2 separate regions of the Triticum aestivum genome follow, and region 2 is linked to region 1. The links are chromatin contacts, called in public Hi-C maps. All regions are on one chromosome and are shown on one strand. Each heading gives the region's core, a stretch centred on a gene start, on an enhancer-like site or on the middle of the called end of the contact. The rest is flanking DNA. Distances are from core to core; before and after follow the strand shown. Region 1 holds the start of LOC123086911 (type IV inositol polyphosphate 5-phosphatase 11). Region 2 holds the start of LOC123086913 (dormancy-associated protein 1).

Region 1 (5,756 bases), core at 1,592-4,091:
GAAGTGTACACTAGGGAGGGGGTTGGCCAGGAACTCTCACACCAACAGGGTTCTGTCAAGTTTCCCTGTTTTTGTCCATGAAATTGGTGTGTTGAGTAAAACTCTTTGTTCTGTACCATCTTTACTACACATTCTTTTGTAGCTGAAAGCCCGAAAGAAATTTAATTCAGTGGTGAAATGTGTATCTATGGCATTGAATTGGTTTTCTGAGTTTTGTTAACTGAAAGTGTGTACCATCTGTTTCTGTACTCAAACCGTCAGTGTGAACCGTTGAGTTTCCTTGTTTCTGTACCATGAAATTTGTGAGATAGGTGAAATTGTTTTGTTTTGGTACACCCTTATATACTAGACAAGTAGATGTTTATTCCAAATGCAAATCTGTACTGAAAATCTGTAGTGAAATACAAAAATCCAAGAAAGTTAAGAATTGTGTTCCTTGGTTAGAATTTGGGAAATCAAAACGCATACTGTTCTTGAAAATTAAAATTCCTAATATTGAGGTCCCCTAAAGTTTGAACCTTAAACCCCATGAAACAATGTGCTGTGATAAAGAATCTGCTCTGCTATGTCAATGCCATATTTGACATGGTACTGTGTGTATTAACCAAAGTTTGGTGTCTGTATATGCTGGGTATTTCTGTTTCCTTACTATAAGAACACATCAGGAAGTTGTTTGTAGCCTGCTGACCAATTCGAAAAATCCACGTCACCATATAAAATCAAGAGGGTACACAACAACAACAACAACAACAACAACAACAACAACAACATGAACATACGGTCGACATTTTGACTTTACCAAATTACATTTAGCGAAATCATTTTCAGAGGATAGATAATGATCTGTGCTATTTGCCTTTACAATTGTTGTTACAAAAAAATAAGTCATCTAAATATACTTGTGATTGTCAATTGTAACATAAATCTATGAATCACCACCACATACTTTCAGACAAAGATGAGCTTTCACAGGCTTGTGATCAGAGCTGCTAACACAGTCAAGTGCTTCATATGAACTTAACACCGCATCCAAGCCAGAAGAATGGTCAACCTTGAACAATATCCTATCTGTCCAAGATGGCACTCTGATCTGAGGAAGTGAAGAGCATATGCATAAGACATTATTTTTCCAGAATATGTACAATTTCCTTCAGACAAATTGACATCTTAATATGATACTAACTGAAGGTACCTTGTAACTTGAATCGTAGTTGCTACTTCCGACATTATATTTGTATGTTGGCTTAAAAGACAAGGTCCCTTCACAGTACCCATGGAAGACTTGACCCTTCTCAGCTTCTTGCAGCAGCTGGTCTCTGTCTCTTAGCTTCTGAAATAGCGCATATATGTCAGGCATTTATGTCATGTAAAAATTGAATAGGTCCAGCATACACTTACACTCTGGCGATTCTCCTCGATCATTTTCCTTGCTGGCATCGAGCTTATTCCTTCTAATCTGTAATTCAAGTCACCGAGCCACACTGTTATGTCGGCAGATTTGGCATAATGTATGTCATTCTTGGAGAACAGCGAGTGCGAAATATGCCGGCATTCAGAGTTCCTCTTCTCCACCTTGCGTTCATGGGCTACACTTTAATAAGTTACCTTGTTACTTATTCGTAATAACATTTGAAAGACAACAGTTACTATTGAATTAAATTAATGTTGCTTCCGGTATTAGCACTGAGGTAATAAGACCCAACAATAAGAAATGGATTGGCCAGAAGTTGGAAATCAACCTGCAAGATGGCAGGACACAAACACCATCCGGATCCCACTAAAGTTTACGTACATGGCCACAGCTCCTTTCTTCCTCCCAATTACGCCACCGCAGCCTCCGACTGCGTGTTCATCCACCTTCATTTCTGACCAAATTCAGGTATTTAAACAGGACTTATTTGATCAGATTAGAAGTGCTCTTTCAACACCAAGAATATTCAGCTATATAATAACATGATCACCTTTGATGTACGCTTCCGAACTCTTTGCCCCGAAAAGAAACATCTGAATAGACTGCATGGCCTTCTGGCATAACAAGCTGAAATTTTGACAACCATTGCTGTATTTCAGAATAAGGTGAAAACCTTCAAAGTGTTCATAAAAAAAAAGGTTAACGTTGAAGGTCCCTCACATGTGTGTATCAGCCATGGCTTCTTGCAGAACTTGTTCGACGCCACATTTCGGGACTTCTTGCAGCCCCACAACCAGCAAGTCGAACTTCCTGGTGGAGCTCACCAGCTTTCTTATGTCCTCCACAGACATCTTCGCGAAAGAACAGATATTAAACCAAAGGAAATGGCTCAACCACCATCAAGAAGAACGCAGCCAAGAATATGAGTATATGATGCACCTTGCCATTCATGTTCCATGTGATAATGCAGACACAAAGCACGGAGCTGGCTGTGAACTCGCAAGCTTTCTGAATCCGGATCGTCTTTATGCCTTCATGAGTTCCATCCCCTTCAATGGAAACCATGCCATTGTTGTGCAGATCACCGAATATCCTGCGATCCCATTAGTATATACATCAATCATATGGAATTGCTCAAAAACAAATCAATCATATGGAAAGCAACTTTTAATAAGACTGCATAACTATTTTTTGCAAACAGATAATATACCATTTTGGAAGACTGAAGCTGCTGCAGTTGCCCATGTGTTGGCCGAGCCCTTCCTTTCCGACTATCTTACGGGGAGAAGATTACAAAAGGGGACTTTTTATATAGCGATCTACTCCAAAAGTTCGACGTTTCTTCGCAGAAACCAAATTGATTAGATTTTGAGATGCTTCTGGTCATCACGTTTTCCTGGTCAGCAATTCTGGTGCAAAGTTTCAACATAGCAGTAGAGAAAAGGACAAGTGGAATGCTCAAGACCAGCCACTTGGATTGTATGGATTGGGTAGTTAGGTACTGGATACCTTTGATGTGACAACAAGATCGCCTTTGTCGTCGCATCATTACAAAGGACGCACATGTGAAATTGACTAGACACATACAGAGGACCAGTAGAATTGCTGCCAATAATGCTTGGAGACAAGCATGGCCACATTTTTGCTTAGCAAGTAACTTCGTTGAACATGAGCTCTCTGATGGAGAAGTTCAATTGGGGAACATGTTGGACTTGCTGTGTTCCTGAAGTTTCACCATGCAAGCCTTGTGCATCACTGAACCGTATAGCCAGGAAAAGCAACCATGTTGTGAAAATGACATCTCTCTCATTTTGTTTTTCTCGTTTTATCCGGTGGCATACATATTTCTAATGAGCAGAAATGCATTGCCCTTTCTCACAAAATGAACAAGTCAGTAACACCCTCAGTGAAGTTAAATCAGCTGGGCTGCAAAATGTATTGCGCCATTTACCGCAAAACAGCTGTATTTACAGGAAGTACATCTCAGAAACAGCATATGGAATCCACTATTTAGAATATATATATTTCAAACAATCTCAGGTTTATCCAAGAGTTGATCGATACCAAAAAAAGGGGGAAACGGTACGTAAGAGGGCAGCCTGTGTGTGTAGGGCTGTGGTGGGTGGGATGGCAAAGGAGATGTGTGCAGGAGTGACGGTCTTCGTCAGGTGGTGCTCAAAGTCAGTGGTGATCTAGCACAGCGATCTTCGACTGCCCGGCCTGGCTAGGTCACCGAAGAAGAAGGAATCAGCTCATGGTCCTAAAAAACAGCGAGCTCGACATCAAACCCAGACAGCGGGATGGGTGATTTTTTTCAAGTTTGGTTTGGGGTAATGAGGCAACCCTGTTATTTCAGTGTATTGCTCCCCCAGCTCTTTACCCATTTCATTTGAGCTTATCACCATCATATGGCATGTGGAACAACAGGTTTTCCAAGATCCAGGATCCGTCTGAGCTTTCGAGTTCCGATCAGGATATATCTCAGAGTTTCTACATGCCCTTATCGTTGTTTTCTTATCCAAGGCGCAATTTGCTCCACGGACTACAAATTCGCATGGTTCGCAAAGATGCTGCTTCTACTAGTATCTGAATTGCATAAAAGACAGGTCTATGCTAGTGGCAAGAGGGAACAACCGAAACACATTCAGTATAGCAACGACAAATCACATCCCAGCAATAATGAAATATATGAGGCACGCATCACTGATTGTTAAAAACCCACAAAGTTGCTGGGGCAGTGGCAGTGGTAACCACAACCAACAGAGTTTATGCGAACACTGTCATTGAATTCTCACACTATAGAAAGACGAAATACTAACAAGGAAAACTAATTTCATGTTTGACAAGGTACTTCAAAGTCTGCTCCTGAGAGTAACTTCACCATCCCAGTCGCACCTAATAACAAGGATAAAACACATAGTCAGCATCTGGCTTATTGCAATCGGTATCAAACAAAAATAACAATTCAAATACGTTAATGCAACTATAGAAAGTCCAGAACAAAATCTTGTGGTGCAACCAACTGCTATTACCAATAACTTATCAGGAGATAAAGGATATTAAAACTCAAAACAGTGACAGAACTGAGTAGTTTGCGTTTGTCCACATAACTTCCTAGCATTGAATAATAATGAGAAAACAACGAAGTCTCAGCAATTTAAACAACAGAAGATCACAGGGGAAGGAAAAAGATGGCTAGTGGTGTGGGGTCTCAGGCAAAACCACGTTCTCATCAGATTATGACTAATGGGCAGGAACCAAGACAATTCAATTCAATTAAACCTTGCACTTAAAATGAACCCAATGATAAGTGCCACATGTGTGGCACGGACCACTCCTGCCCTGATGTTTTTTACAACTAAAGTTGCCATTCAAAAGAAAAAACAAATCCAAAATATAAACTGAAACTTGCCATCCGAAAAGAAAGTTGCCATGCTTTACAACTGATGAAGTTGTCATCCTCCCGTCACTAAACTTGCCATCAAAAACATTCAGAGTTGCCATGTGTCCGTGCCACATATGTGGCACTTATCCGGGTCCAAAATGAATTGGGCATAATGACTAGGTCTGTTTCTACAACTCAGAATGTCCAGTCAACATATGAGTATATGACTGATCAAGACCAACCTCAAATACAATTTTTAGTTCTTTCTAAAGCAGACAATAGTTAGCTTCTTCCCAACTTAAATCCAGTACAGTTTTTGCAGCTGTTGTGTTGCCAGTATTATAATGATCTGGTTAATGGGATCATTCGAAATATATATAATGGATAATCCTAACTGCAATGGTCAATTAAAAGATAGCTAACGACAGTCTTAAGAAAACATTACGACTATTATTCTATAAACAGCACAAAAAATGCACAAGCATAACTGACAAGATTCTACCATTCCTTCTTCAGAAGCAATGTCAATAAATAACAAACATTACGGAAGACTTTGCTTATGTACCACAAAGTCAATTCTACAAGAATTGTACTACCTCCGTCTCGGTGAATAAGTCATTCGTGTAGTTCTAGGTCATCGATTTAAGGAATTAAATATGTGTTATATGTCATGAAAAGTATATTATTAGATTTCTACACGGATGTAGTTTCTAAATATATATTTTTTGTCACATATAATACATATTTAGATAGTTAAATTGTCGACCTAGAACTACGCGAATGACTTGTTCACCGAGATGGAGGTAGTATGTAAATATAGAACAATCTAATAGATAATGCTAAAAAGGAAAATTTATATTCAGAACATACTGGATACTGCATCAATGAAGCCATAAAATACAGTTATCATTGTTCTCAGAAAGGAGCCAAGTACCATCAATACATTAATACTTCTTGATT
Region 2 (5,541 bases), core at 1,152-3,651, 510 kb before region 1:
GAGAGCTAGCTAGGGAGATAGTGGGAGAGGAGAGGGAGAGAAGAGGGGAGGCATTAATGGAAGGGGGTGGAGGGCAAAGAAGAGGGGGAGGGAGGGCATTAATGGAGGGGGTGGATGGCAAAGAAGAGGGGGAGGGAGGGCATTAATGGAGGGGGTGGTGGTGGAGGGCACAAAGAAGAGGGGGTGGTGGAGGGCAAAGAAGACGGGGAGGAAGGGCTCTAATGGAGGGGTGGTGGAGGGAGAGCATTGAAAGGAACAAGCAAGATGAAAGAGGGAGAAAGGAAGAGGGAGAGGAAGAAGAAAGGGGAGGAATGAGGGGAAAGGTGGTAGGTGGCTGGCGACCATAGCAGTAGTGCGGGGTGCCAAAGCATGCTACTGCTATGAGTGCCAGCAAAATATCTACTGGTACGTAAAACTAACTATAGCACTTGTACAAAAACAATGCTATTGGTATAAGTTACCTATAGAAAAAATAGCAGTAGCGCGTCTAGGTGCACAGGCGCTACAACTACTTTCTTAACAGTAGCACTGGTTAGACTACAAACGCTACTAATATTTCTTTGTCGAATGATGTGTTGTGGCAAACTTACCAGTAGGGTGGCCTTCAAAAACGCTACTATGTTATACCAGTAGCGTGTTTTATAACAAACACTACTGGTAATTATCAGTAGTGTGGGGTCTATAACAAACACTACTGATAAAATTCTATCTATAAGCATTTTCCTAGTAGTAATAGTGGTAGTGCGTTGGTAAGGGATTTTGGGTGGATTTATTGCTCTTCGAGGCGACCTACTTTTGTTGTGACGCAGCTAGATGATTAGCATAAGGCAGGACCTTTTTCGTTTGTTTGTAATTATTGCGATGGAATGCCAAGTTTCAACTACACTTGTTGTTTGCAGCAAGTTGAAGTCTTGTAATTGATTTATGCCTTCTATAAAAGTCGTAGTCTCTTGTAATTGATTTTTGTCTTTTATAAAAATATGGTATTTCAGTTTTCTATAAATGCCTTTTATAAAAATATGATATTTCAGTTTTCTATAAAAATATATGATACGTCTAGACGTACTCTCAAAAAATATTGTCCAATGTAATGTTTAATCTCCAACGGACAGCAGAAAAAGAACAAGGCTAGTATAATTTTCAATGATTTTTTATCCTTGTTAACCGTTCTGCGTCTAGTTCAGTTTTTCGTTCATTGTACTACCTATTGTTTTCCTTGATAATAAATATCTTAGGGTGTTATTGTCTAAGAAAAACATATCAGAGAAAAAAAAAGGAAAACTTGCTCTGAGGCTGTTATTGTCTTTACCATAGGTGGTTAAACATTGAGAAGACCACACCACACACACGAGAGAATTTACACACGCATGGAGCTTACACAGAGCACACACATACACCCATCACTCGCTAGCATGCAGCGAGCATACCGAGCCAAGAAAATAAAGTTACAAGCACTAGTAGACAGTAGTACGAAGCTGAAGACAAACCACATGCAGCCTCGGACAGCAACGTACGCTACGCAGGATTAGATAACCAAAAGAGCAGCAAACATGGCGGCGTCGCACAAGTTGTTGAGCACCCTGCCTTCAGTTCTCTGGCCGACGGCTCTTATTTAGCGGTGGTTGCTCCTTGTCCTCGTCTCGTCGCTGTAAAGCCTGGACATCAAACGTACGTGGCAGCGTTATTATCATTTGCCATGTTCACCCGTTTAAAGTTCCCAGTAGATCGTGTTACTAAAACTGATTTTGTACCGTGAGATATATAGATCATGAGCTAGCGTACGTACCAGTCGTAGACGGTGGGGGAGTTGGGCTGCGGGCGGTCGAAGAGGTTGGCGCCGAGGCTCTTGGTGGCCAGGTTGCTCCCGGGGTGGAAAACGCTCCGCCACACGCTGCCGCCGCGCGGCGGCGTGGACGACGACGGCGTCACCGGCGTGGTCGGGGTCGTCGGCATCGACGGCGACTGCTTAATCGCCTCCCCTGCAGCTGCACCTCCACCAACATCCATGTAAACCGCCGTCAGTTCACACAATAATAAACCCAACAGATCCTCCGGTTAAGCATCAAATCTTCTTCTGAAAACTACTCGTGCTAGTTCTTACGTTCTTCTCAACAGTTTCAGGCCATGTCGGTACCTCTGGACTAACGTATATAAACTGTACCTGTGTTGATGGCGAGGGGTTGGGTGGCGGCGGCCCGGCGGAGCTTGTCGAGGCCCGTCTCCGGGCGAGGCCCGGCCACCACGTCGTCCCACAGCTTGTCCAGCATCCTGTGCAGAAGTTGGATCTGATCGGTGCAAGAACTAGTGTCACTCGCTTGTAGCACTACCACCGATAAGATCAAGTGCACTGGCCGACTGAGTTAGGTGAGACTGGGGGACACTTAAATCATGCAGGGACGGGGATGCGGTCACCGTCGGGTTGCGTTACCGCTCTAGATCACACACGGGCACCTGTACACCTACGGCTAGTGTCCAACACAGTGTACTAGCAAACGAAGGATCGGACCGGGGTGTGGCGTGGCCTCTAGAAATGTCAGTGGCGATGAGGTTAGCTTGTTTTGACCGGACGGTGAGCCGAACCAGCGCTTGGGGTGATAAGATTGGATGACGAGCCCCGCTTTGGACAGTCGTGCCGGATAAGGATGCAGCGGACTGGCCCCACTGCTCGGTTGGATTATATGGAGCGAAAATATCTAAACCTGACTTACGGGCAGCACGATGTGGCAGTGGGACACGCGATGGTGGGAAATATATTTAAAAAAGGTGTAATGAGAATGGACAGATCACCAACGACACACGTCGACGCAACTCGTACAAAAGATTGAGATCCAGAGTTTAACTACGGCGAAGTCGCTGTAGATGCACCGGCCTTGTGTCTTCGTATGAAAACCATCTGGAATGTGACATGCATTCTCCTAAATATCTAACCAAGTGTGGCTAAAAGTGACAGCTTATCATATACTGCATTATGCAACCGAGCGGATTAGTGCATCTTCAAATTATCTCCCGTGTCCGTTCACAAACTGGGGGACGAGTCCACGGACACAAGAGCCGGCCATTTAAAGCTATATGCATCTATCCGGTTACATTTCAAACGAATTTTAACGAAAACTGAACAATTTTGATGCAAACTCAAATAAACCGGACGATATTCATTCATACTCATTGGATAATTTTTACATAGAACCGGATACTTCCCATTTAAACGGAGTAAAATCATTACATTTAGACATATTTCAACTAGACCATACTCTAGACCTAGCCTAAAATGACCGCCGGTGACCATTCCCATCTCCGGCCAGCCATGAGCCCCAGAAAATGAAGCCCCGCCTCATTTTCCGCCGCCGTGAGCCCCGGGAAATGAAGCTACCAGCCTCGACATCGCCGCCAAACAGCTAATCAGCCAACGATGTTTGAGCCCACCAAGCTTGACTTCAAGGGGGGGGGGGGGGGGGTCGTGGCCTTCCTGGGACCTGAGCGCCAGCGACTTCCCATGCTCTACTCTTCTTTGTTGTCGGCAACGCTCGCATGTGTGCCGACTTCGTGGTCGTGGCGGCGGGGCGCCGATACATCCATTTTGCATTATGATTCCCTACTGCTATTTATCTTATTGTGAAGTTATATTTTATATTATGATGCAATTCTAATGCTTTTTCTCTCTCAGAATGCAAGATACATCAAAAGGGAGGGATTGCGGGCAGCTGGAATTCTGATCTGGAAAAGCTACTACGGAGATAGCAATTCTCCGGGGCTCAAAATAAAGAATTTTACAGAGATTTATTTTGGGATACATACAAAGTATTAGAAGAAAGAAGTATCGGAGAAGAGCCTCAATGGGCCCACAAGCCCTGGGGACGCGGCCACCCCCAGGCCATGCACTACTAGGGAAAAACCTACCAGCAGCGAGGGTTTTGGGCCTCTCAGTAGCGCGGGCACCGGCGCTACTAATAAGGCGCTACAGCTAACGTATAGCAGTAGCGCCGGTTGTCCCACGCTACTGCTATACATGAATAGCTGCAGCGCTCTTTGGGAAATGGCGCTACTAATATTATCTGCAGCGCTGTTTGCTGGGATGCGCTACTGACAATGCGGCGCTACTGCTAAATTTCCCCCCTCGCTACTACTAGTTTATTTATTAGTTCTTTTCCTGCATGTTTGTTTTGTATTTGTTTTGTATTTGAATAGGCTTTATACAATAATCTTTAGCATATCATACACATACAAATGTAATCATAGCATATACATACAATTAGTCTCATCAAATCATGTTATCATCATAATCATCATCCAACACAAAGTGGTCTCTCGTCATCATCTCGAAAATAGCGATACAAGTCTCGAATGATATGCAAATACATCGTCATCCATCTAAACAATGATATACGCGAGAAGAGCTATCACTTTGAGAACATGAGTTCGTATCCCTCTTTCGCATTAGCGTGAACCTCTAAACTAACTACTGCCTGTCGCTCGGAAGGGCCTGACACTCCGGCCACTTGTCGTATATATACTCCTGGCATAGCACTTCTTCGCCATCTATGATCTATGCACCTGCATCATCACATGAGTCGATGATATGCAACATATATAGTTGAGCAACAGAAAGAGACAAACTTGGCAAAAATAAAAAACAACATATCATAAGCATAAATAACAAAGTTCATCGTACCCCAAAATGCCCTAACTAGAGTGATTTTCGCTAGTCGAGGAGGAGGACGGTTTAATTACATCACAAATAAAGTTTCACCGTGCATAACTCAAAGTTTTGTCATACAGAAAGTATAGACTAAACGGACACATTGTCATATATGGACAATCACTCCAACATGTCGTTCCATCCATCCAAGTCAGGGAGATAGTCCCCGAGCCTAGTGAAAGGCTTCAGGTCGAGACGCTGAGAGGCTATCCATGTTCGGACGTCTTCGCGCGACATTTGTCCTTCTCCGTAGAACATCCCTGTTTTTCCGACGACCTCCTTCATGATGATTTGGGCGAGTTCGCACTGGATGTTATAGAACTCAGCTCGAAGTCGATGATCCTCAATATTTCCTATGTCCTTTGCCCATTGCAGAATATGGGCATCACCGGATCTAGGTGACATGCGAAGGTTCTGGTGATCCCGTCTGTACTCCAGCATGTGGTGTAGGACATAGAATCCATCATTAAGAGAATCGTTCGGTTGCTGGATGCAGCAGAAGTCGGTCTTATGGCCGAAGGCGACCCTGCCGCCCCTTCTCTTCTTGTCCCTGACCTCTCCACCCCTTGCTTGGTAGTAAAACATAGCACTGTCGAGAACATCCTTGATGTGGGTGTAATCCTTTTTGTGAATGTTCTTCGACGAGTCCAAGTAAAGAGCGTGGGAGAATCGGGGTAGAGGATGATGAGGACGGCGCGCCCGCCGCTGCGCAAAATAAGTCCTCAAATTAATTAGCCTCCACCGTGCAAATGAATGATTGAAATCGAAGGAAGGATAGCAGCGTGGATGACTTACACGGGATGATAAGGCACGAGAATCGCCTCCTTGTCCTTATTGGTGAGCAT

Evidence for each region. Hi-C and Micro-C count contacts between places; a contact is called where the count stands out from the background.
Region 2: a Hi-C map of leaf shows a contact between it and region 1, with 4 times the contacts expected there. The contact joins the promoter of LOC123086913 here to the promoter of LOC123086911 in region 1. A contact is called at or near these places in 2 of 5 Hi-C or Micro-C datasets (both in leaf).

What each region holds. Positions count from the first base shown.
Region 1 is chr4A:553,855,555-553,861,310 of IWGSC CS RefSeq v2.1, reverse strand. It overlaps LOC123086911 (type IV inositol polyphosphate 5-phosphatase 11), which reads right to left and starts at 2,841. Exons shown (of 8, transcript XM_044508743.1): 1 at 2,622-2,841; 2 at 2,351-2,504; 3 at 2,132-2,262; 4 at 1,962-2,038; 5 at 1,740-1,865; 6 at 1,399-1,586; 7 at 1,193-1,330; 8 at 768-1,090. The coding sequence starts at 2,656. The coding sequence ends at 926. It overlaps LOC123086910 (mitochondrial import receptor subunit TOM6 homolog), which reads right to left. Exons shown (of 2, transcript XM_044508741.1): 2 at 4,062-4,306. It overlaps LOC123086912, which reads left to right. Exons shown (of 9, transcript XM_044508744.1): 9 at 1-184.
Region 2 is chr4A:554,367,715-554,373,255 of IWGSC CS RefSeq v2.1, reverse strand. It overlaps LOC123086913 (dormancy-associated protein 1), which reads right to left and starts at 2,401. Exons shown (of 3, transcript XM_044508745.1): 1 at 2,162-2,401; 2 at 1,787-1,985; 3 at 1,266-1,655. The coding sequence starts at 2,267. The coding sequence ends at 1,613.